2 separate regions of the Rattus norvegicus genome follow, and region 1 is linked to region 2. The links are chromatin contacts, called in public Hi-C maps. All regions are on one chromosome and are shown on one strand. The core of a region is the stretch at or near the end of the contact, and the rest is flanking DNA. Distances in the headings are between cores, read along the strand shown.

Region 1 (4,959 bases), core at 230-2,729, 38 kb before region 2:
GACTAAGCTGAGGACCACACTGTCTCCTATGACCTATGACAGTGATACCGATTCCTTCACCTTTGAGGCTGGGGCTGGCATTGCCCCCAACAACTACTTTGTCAAGCTCATTTCCTGATATAACAGTGTGACAGGCTACAGCAACACAGTGGTAGACTTCATGCCTACATGGCCTCCAAGGAGGAAGAATCCCTGATGACCTACCCCAGAAAAAAAAAAATCATGAGGGAAAGAGAGAAAGTCTGCACCAATTCAGCCCCCAAATCACTGAGCATCTTCCCTCGGTCTCCATCCTGGGTCACTAGAAGAATAGCAAGCGCTTCGGAACTTCTACTTTCTCACATACCATCCATAAAGTTCATTGCTTTCAACAAATAATGATGTATAAAGCAACGGAGGAATGCACCAGAATCAACTTGTGCCGCACACACACACATACACGTGTGCATTCACCTCTCCCTCTCCCTCCTCCCTCACACGCACACTCGCGCACACACACACACACGCGCACACACACACAGAGACACACACACACAGGCACATGGACACACATACACACTCACTCTCTCTCTCTCACATGCACACACACACACTCACATACACACGTGCATTCACCTCTCCCTCTCCCTCTCCCTCCCCCCTCACACGCACACACGCGCGCACACAGCTTCTAGTCAAAGCAGCCACCCATTGGATGAGTGCTGAACTCTAAGATGAGCTGTTGTACACTGGCTACCCTTGCTGCAAGCAGGGAACAGGCTCCAAGAAGGTACCTGGTGTCCACCATGTGAGAGCAATGAACAGTGGAGAACCCATGGTCCTCTCCCTTCTACGGCCTCCACTTTATTACCATGCTGCAAACTCTATCACACTGTATGCTGAGTGTAAGAGCATGCCATCAAGCTCTGGCCACAGCACTTGGCTTGAGCCTGTGCTTGAGTGTGGTAAATGTGACTTGCAAGGAGATTGGAGATGGAACATGAGACAGTTTCTGTTTCCAAAGGTCACTTCTCGTAATTCTCTGCAGTGCTACTCAGCTTCGGGGGAGACAATCTGGTTTGGTTTGGGATTTTGGGTTTGTTTTTGTTTGTAGTCCTGGATCATCTACAGCAATATAGACCAGGCTGGCCCTCAGAGAGCTGTGTGCAGCCTTCCAGCCTCTGCTTCCTAAACCACCAAACTGTACGATGGCATTTGCTTCCATTTGTTTCTGTTTTTTAACTGAAAAGCAAATGAACGGTTCAATTTTGTACCAGGAAAGAATCTTAAGCATGTTGCTATCTGGAATCCAAAGAGCTGTTGTGCAAGAGGGAGAGGTTCTGACTCTAAGCTCTCCTGAAGTGCCCCCCCACCCTGTTCTGCCTGCTTCAACGTTTGGCCTAACTTTTATTTGCAATGATTATTTGAGAAAGGACACAGTGTTCAGGTTGAAAACCTTTACCAAAGTAGAGTTCAACAAGGCTCTGACTGAATAGTGTCAACCCAGGAGGGAGGTGGAGGCCTGGGCTGCTCCACCACACAGCGTGGCTCTGGTTCCTGCAAGGTGACAAACATGGTGGAGGGACTGAAGATGGGCCCCAAGTAACACCCCCAGCACTGAGGAGAATGAAACTCTACTGCTGCAGCAAAGCTAAGGTTCTATTTTAAAATTCTGAACCACAGGACAAGCCGAGAGTGTTTCAACTTGTTCAGGATGCTCCCTAAGTGTGGGCTCCCCTGAAACCTCGTGATACCTTAACAACTGCATTTCATTTACACCACACTCTACGCTGACCATGTAAGCAAAGGAGGCTGGGCCTTTCTCTGCCAATAGTGGTGAGATCTGGCTTTCATTTAGTCTAATGTATATTCTGTATCAAGTCTACTTGGCATGATGTGCTCAAGGAGAAATATTACTTCCAGATGACAGCTGCACACAGTATTTACTCACGGGGAGAGAAGCATGGCAGCTTCTGCTTTCTCCACCTCAGCCACTGACACAAGGCAGGCTTCCTGGCCCAGTACATGTTAAGAAACCCAGTTAACTACCCTCCACATTCTTTATACGTGGACAGTCAGAGTTAACAAAACATCAGGCGTTGGGGTGAATTTTAACCCCTTTGAAAAGAATTCTGGCTTACATTCGAGCACTTATATATATCCATAATACTGGCAATATTAATATATCCATAAATATTGGCAATTGGGGTGCATCACCTTAGATGAAATTGCTCATTGTATCATATAACTACCTGTCATTTTCAAGATGTTTATTTCATTCTATATAAGTAAGGTGTTTTCAGATCTCCTTGATTCATTTCTTTTTACTGCATCATGAATACAGAAATTATTTTGCTGTTAAATAATAAAATTATATTTTCTAGAAATAGAATATGACTTTAAGCTATTGATCCGAAAGCCCTTTGATTAGCGTAAGAGGATGTGGATGTGGTGCTCCTCACATTAATACAACCAGCTGGTGACAGAGAGACCAGGACACAGGGGACAGGTGAGAGACCTTTTGGTCATCAGTCTGGACATCAGATATCTAGTTTCATTTTAGAGCTTTCAAAGTAGCCTATGCTAGGTAGTCTCTCAGCTGTTTATAGCTTTTTGTTTCCTTTTAAAACATTTCTAAGTTTCTATTAAAATTTGCTTCACATCACATCTCCTCCACACTCCTTTTCTAACACACTGCTGTCTAGAACACTGTAAGTTTTCAATGGCAACTCCGGATGAGAAAGAAGTCGTGTGGTGTGAAGAAGCCACTTCCCGGTGATGGTTGGGTGGCTCTGCCTGCTGCACAATGACTGGAGGAGCACAGTCTAATGACAAAACTCGTTCTGGCTGTGGAGTGGGATGCTAAAATAGGAGATCTTGGCTTGTAATTAACTGCCCTTGACAGCAGCAGGATAACTCTCCACACTGCTGGACTTCACTATCTACCACTTTCTTTACTCTGCTCAGTGACAAAGATGCAGTAAAGCCAGTATAATGCCGACACATGGAAGAATGATCCAGGCTGAGACTATCAGCACATGGGTGACTTCTTTCACGTTTAGAAGAGGGGGTACTAACAAGACCTATGCATGGTGCTTGTTTAGTGAACGTTGTTGAAGCAGGGTCTCTTTGGCCTCAGACCTGCTCTGACTACTGAACCTCCTTTTCCTCCCAAGGTGCAGGGGGTAGAGGGGTATGCCGCCATCACATCACACTTCATAACTAGCACTACCTACAAGGAACTGTTCCGAGGCCAGTCTTGCCCTAAGCATCATTCTTTTTTTTTTTTCAATTATAAATTGTTTAATGAGATTATCAGATTCAATAGTTTCACAGCAAAACCTAACAACCGTTCAAATAATTTTAGAAAGAATAGAAACTTTAATACACATCCTAAGAGGAACAAGGCTAGCATAACCTAAATAACTGTCTTCCAAGTACGCTGTATGAACTGTCTCAGCATTCGGTAGGGAACAACACAGCCAATATGACCCTCCAACCTCAAAGTCTCCACTGTTATTAACCAGCACTTCATTTCTCTCTTCTGCATGCATGCCATGTTTGTTTTATACCACTATTGCAGGATTTGTCACACTTCTTTATCTTTACTTATGGACATATCAGTCTTCTATATAGTATCGAGTCAAACAATGCCTCATCCATATCCGTTTCTCATGAACTTGCCCAGTGCTTACAGAAGACATTCAGCAATCATTGGATAAGTGACTAAAGAGCATCATTCTTCATAGATAGTATTTCATTCATCAGATTCTAATCATATGAGAAGCTTACTCTAGAATCACAGTGGTAACTCACTTTTACTAATGCTTCATTTAAGGAAATCTTTGACATTTCATATTAGGGGTAAAACAGCAGCCCCAATGACCAGCTCCACATAACCAGCAAGAAAGGGACAGTCTAGGGGATGAAATGACTGCCATTGTCACTTTGCCTGACAAAATGACAGACACCAAAACACAGCCACAAATCAATGTTTTCTCTCTTGATTTTGCTGCCGTGTCATATCCTGTGTGGCAACTGGTAGGTTGGCCAGCAATTATATAAGAAGCTAAAGACTGCAGCTGATCACTGGGAAGCAAGTAGACATCAGTGTCCCTGTGTGCCCTGCGCAGCTTTGGACACACCTGCCACCCCAGCATGTTAGTGCCCCCTTTGTACTATGAACACTGAGGTTTGGATAAACATGGTTTTTCAGAGTCTGCAATCTAATACAACAATGTGCACACCAGCCAATAGAAGCCTGGGGAAAAGGAGCAGCCGGAACAGTAAAAGTTAAATGTTGGACACAGCCAACAGGAAAGCAAAGCAGACTTGACAAAAGAGATAGAAGTTTAGGGAGAAAAGGCAGACAGGATCTGTAAAAGAAGCATGAGAACACAAACACACAACCTAAGACAAAAGGCAGAGAAGTCCTATGGTAGAAAAGGTTCTCTGACACCAGGGGATGAGGAAGAAGCACCACATAGCAGCGCTCACTTAACTTCTCTATGCATCAAGTCCCACAACAACAGATCTCAGCTTCTTCAACATCTACCTACTTAAAGTCACTGTTCACTGATCCTTTCATCAACCAACAGTACCCAGTCTCGATTCTTGGGCCACACTAATCCTAGTGATTCAATAACACAAAAATCAGAAATGTGTCATTGCCCTCATCCAGTCCACAAACCTACAAGAAGACAAAGTACAAACAATGACCCGAGGTGAAGCCTGAGTGCTGCCAGTTTCCCTTCAGTTAATATTCCATATTGTCACAATTTAGTATGCTCAGATTACCTGGGATTTCTCTTTCTCAAAAAGTACAACCAGGGGCCAGCTAGATGGCTCAGCTCATGAAAGAACTTGCCACATGAGTCCTGAATTTGATTCCTCAACCTACTTAAAAGTAGAAGGAGAAAATAACTCCACAAAAAGCTGTCCTCTGATTTCCACACACATATCATGGCTGGCACTCGCTCG
Region 2 (4,848 bases), core at 1,394-3,893:
AACTTTTTGTAGTTTCTATACATCTATATATACATCTACAGATCACCATATAAACTTTTCCTTTGCTATGTTAGCATGATTGAGACATTGCTAGGTTTCCCGACATCTAAACATCCATTCCCCATTCGTTTTCTATTGGCTGTTGTCACCACTGCTAACCCATAGTTAGAAACCACAGTTTTTAACACCATTCTAGACAGCACACATCAGCTGTTTTTAAGCATTCGGAGCCCCTGTGTCCTGTAACTCAAAGCTCCCATCTCTTGCTTCCCTCCACCACTGTGATGACATCAGGCGATCACAACCTTCTAGCCACAGAATTCTTAACCCAGGCAGTTTCTGTCATGCCACTGACCATATAAGCTGCTATGATGTGATGGTGGCTCAGAGCATAAAGGTACTCCAAGCCACCAAGCCTGACAACTTGAGTTTAAACCCCAGAACCCACGTGACAAACAAAAACTGATTCCCCCAAATCATCATTTGACACTCCCACCACACATGCAACATACATGTGCAAACACACATGTAGCATACAAACACACCCCAAAAGATAAACATAATAAAATGCTGCCATAGTCACAGGTCAGGAACTGCACATCTTTAGGACTTCCTGAATCTTCCAGGCTTTTGTTCCCTGACAAACATCATTAGGGTGAAACAGAGAGTTACTAGTTCCTGAGGCTTTTAAACACCGCACAAAGGAAGCAACGTAAGTGTAGAGCTATGACCAGATTATAAAACCCTTAGGATATGGACTTGGTCATTAATAAGCGATGAAAAACCAAAGCACGAGTAGTGACCATAATCAACTCCTCTATAGTTGATTATAGTTTCTGATATACAAATATCAGAAACCTGGGAGCTCTGATTCTGAATTTGAAATCGTCCCAAGGCATCCAAGCACAGATGTCAGAAGGACAACTGAGGATGTTGTAACTGGAAGTAGAGTCCTTGCTTTATGTGTGCAAGGCCCCAGGTCTGGTCCTCAGCACAAAAAAGACAGGAGAGACAGAAAAGAAAGGAAGAGATTTGCTTTCTCTCATAAACCCAGCACAATAATTACATCTACCTTTCTCTACCACTAGAACACAAGCACCATGAGAACAGAGAACAGGCTGTTCCAGGTCACTCTTCTTCCACTGATGTTTCCTCACTCACACTGTAAACTGCACTGACTTACAAAACAAACCCTCATGGTGCAGTGGTAACGCACCTTTAATCCCAGCACTAGGAAGGCAGTGGTAGGCAAATGACCCTGGGTTAGAGTTTGAGGCTTGCCTGGTCCACAGAGGGAGTTCCAGCACAATAGGGCTACACAGAGAAACCTTGTCTCAGAAAACCAAAATAGATAGAAAGATAGCTAGATGATAGATAGATAGATAGATAGATAGATAGATAGATAGATAGATAGATGGATGGATGGATGGATGGATGGATGGATGGATGGATGGATGGATGAAGGGCTTTTCACACACTTCGTATTGAAAGCAATGTGCTAGAGAGGACAGAAGGCCACTACTCAAGGGCAACAAAGAACCTGAAATAGCACTGCAGTCTACCAAACGGTAGTCCTTGCAGCTCTGGAAGCAACGGTTCCAGTCTAAAACCAGTGGTCCCATTGCATAAGTCTGTGCGTTTCTAGTACCCTGCAGATATCAAGTAATAACAGGGCATTGAATTTCAGTTGTTAACCCCATTGCATCAATAAATGCCTTAAGGCATTAGTGAAGCATACCTTTGGGTGCAGCTGTGAGCCAAATGTGAGTGACACCACACCATGGACTGAATAAAAAGAGAAGAAGCCATCTGAGAACTGACATGCCTCTTCCTCAGCTTCGTAGTTGGTGCCACAGAACAAGTTACTCCCATTGCCATGCTACCCCCTCTGTGTGAACTACATCTGTCAGAACTGTGAGACAATAAGTAGCTTTGGGCCAGGAATTTGGCCATAGGAATGAGAAAGGAAATCAATACAGCACATAAGCAATAATGCTGGCACAGCTCACTGCCATATACACAGTGCCTTGTAAACTCTAGAACATCAGAGTGAAGCTAAGCTGTGTCTTCTAATATTTGATTACTTTTAACCAATAGGCAGGACTTCCAGTTCTCCTTAAATACAAGCTTAGAGAAAAATAAGGCCATGATTAGGTCTTATTTCACATCACAAGGTAAGATAACATTAGAATACACTCATTCCTTTGAAAGTGTCATTCAAAATCACTGTGTATATATTGCTGGAGATCAAACTCGGGGTGGGTTAGTCACAAAGGGCAAACACTTGACCAGTGAGCCGCAGCCCTAGCCCTAACTTCTGATCTGTGAAGTGATTGTAGAAATCTGCCCTTTGTAATAATGGGAGAGTATGTGCCAAGACCTTCTTAATTTTTGCTAATAAGAATTTTTGCTGCAAAAGCCAAGTTGTTAAATGTTGGTATAGTAAACAGAAGACTAAAGCCTGTACCTGGCTGGGGCTGTTAAGTGAACTTTGCTGTCCAAGTGAGAGAACAGTAACAAGAATAACAACAGTGTCCTTCTTTATAGTAAAAATTTAAGACCAAAAGAGTAAAATGTTGTAAGTCTTGCGTTGGGCTTTGTTTATTTAAAAGTTCTGGCGAGTTCAGGACATGCAGCATTTGGCAGGCATTGATACAGCGTTGGGTTCAAGTTCCATCACACAGAGTAAGAGGAAAAGCAGTTGGAATGTTCCATTAAATGGCCAGTTACATGAACATACAAATAAATCTAATAGTTCATACATGAAGATATTAATACCAAGACTTTTCTTCCGTCCAGATGCAATTTCTGCCCAACTCCTAGATAAAGTCACAGCCCCTCCTCACTGGAATGACTGGCTTACCCTGGACACCAGGGGGTTAAGCCATCAGTCAGTTAAGCAGCTTTGCTGGGTTGTGACAATTTTGCCTGCTGAGCCCACAGCTCCCAAGGGAGGGTGTTGGTTGCAAGTTTGACTCCTGTCACTGCTGACCACTATCACAGACTGCACGGATAACGGACTTCACTAACAGCCACCCACAGACTAGCACTTCAAGCAGCAGCCATAATGTTGCTTTAATTAAGTCAATAAATAAAGGTCACAGTTCCATACAAAGTTTTATTAAATTTGACAGTGTTTATAATTTTTAAAAACTGTGTTCATCTGTACAGTGCCAATATAAATTTGTCTACAGATAAAATACAGTTTGCTTATGGATTTATGCTGCATTTCAATTTATTTTCTAAAGGAATTCAATTTATCAGCTCCTTTTCCCCAAAATATGTACATTTCTAGCATTTCTAATGGATGGCTTCATGGCAGACGGCTCTACGCATGCTGGGCCCAGAATGGGTCTACCTGGCATAAAGAGCCCACCCACGACACAGAGGAGGGTCCACCCTCTCTGATTCTAGAGCATTTGACGGTGGAAAGGTGAATGCTTTGATTCTTCTATAGCACCGTGTATTCAATATTAGTTTCTCTCTGAAATGCTTGAATTATTTCTCATCCTGAAAAATAAAGACACATAAATTGCAGTTTTGAACCCAGATCACTTATGCAGAAGGAAATGAGTCAGAGTACTTATGATAAACATAAGAAAGGGCTAAGCAGACTCTTAAAGGAACATGAAGTCAGAGGTACACTCTGTTAAACGGATGGGAACTATTTAAAATGCAATTCACAGAACCAGCACAATTGACACAATTCTCTATTTTTATATGGACAAAGCAAATCGAGGCTATTTTGTTGAAAATAAGAGAGTGAAGGCTGAATTTAGCTCGAGTACATACTGAATTCGGCAATAATTGTATTTTTTAAATACACAACATGACAGGCACTACGGTAGATAATAATGAATCAGCATGGGAGCCATTTAATACACGTCTTGATTAACTAACGCATTGCCTGTCCAGTTCGCACAGGCATGCTTACATGTCATGATCGTCATAGTTCCCATCATCCCCAGCACTAACACTCCAGCACCTTGATTAGTGCACAGCTCCCAGACGGGCTGTTGCTAATGCTAAATCATTCTCTTCAAGCCTCCTGCCACTGTTCTGCAGGGTCTCCAATTAAATATAATGTCCCTGATGAGCCATATTAATGTGAACAAATTCCTACCAGGGATCCTATCCTATTCCATTTTGCCCCAAAATGCAGAGGAAGTAATTTAGCTAAGCCAAGATAATCAAAACATTTAAAATTGAGAGAGTATAATGTTTCTGCAGAATAAGTTTTTCTAAAGACAAAAATAGCAGAAAAAATGTCTAAACATCTCAAATGCATTCTTTTCCTGATTAGTTCTTCAAGGAAAGGTCTAATGTTTCAAATTTGCATAAGTATATAGAGTATATCTTGCTCTAAAAAGAATAGCTAAGTTTTATAAGAAAAGTGAACAACAGTGAGATTTTAAGCAAATATCCCATTCAAAAACCCTTTGATTTGCTGGGCCCAAAGGCCCTGATGGTAAGTTCCAGCTACTCAGGACAATGAGGATAAAGGATCACTTAAGCCAAGGCACTCAAGGCAACGCAGTGAAACCTCATTGCACCCTCATTGCTCACTGTTAACACCCCTCCCCAAAATAGTTAATAGCATTTTAATTACCTAATCACCAGAGTAAGTCTAATCAATGAGACCTCCAAATGCAGCACAAGAGCAGCTAGCTGCCCAGTGGCCCTGGTGGGCTTTATATGCTCAGGAAATTCTTCACTGAAGCATGACAGCATCTGTTTAATACTGATAAAAATACTCAGAACAATCCTAGGTTCTCAAGGGTGGCCTAACTGTTAGGAAGTGCGACATCCTAAAAGACTAACTGGAAAATATGGATTATGATGACCAGT

The links. A called contact is a pair of places that touch in the nucleus more often than the background predicts.
Region 1: a contact with region 2 is called in a Hi-C map of liver, with 1.9 times the contacts expected there. The contact joins two enhancer-like sites. A contact is called at or near these places in 2 of 12 Hi-C or Micro-C datasets (both in liver).

Annotation. Positions count from the first base shown.
Region 1 is chr15:106,103,216-106,108,174 of GRCr8, reverse strand. The region is part of intron 6 of Pcca (propionyl-CoA carboxylase subunit alpha); the gene reads right to left. Among named protein-coding and RNA genes, the nearest start is that of Pcca, 71 kb to the right of the region's middle. Within about 2 kb of position 1,479, at least 4 of the 93 cell types and tissues checked have an H3K27ac peak or open chromatin away from gene starts, as enhancers often do. A contact at or near this core is called in liver, where this site is marked.
Region 2 is chr15:106,066,871-106,071,718 of GRCr8, reverse strand. All of the region lies in intron 4 of Pcca (propionyl-CoA carboxylase subunit alpha), which reads right to left. Among named protein-coding and RNA genes, the nearest start is that of Pcca, 35 kb to the right of the region's middle. Within about 2 kb of position 2,643, at least 1 of the 93 cell types and tissues checked has an H3K27ac peak or open chromatin away from gene starts, as enhancers often do. A contact at or near this core is called in liver, where this site is marked.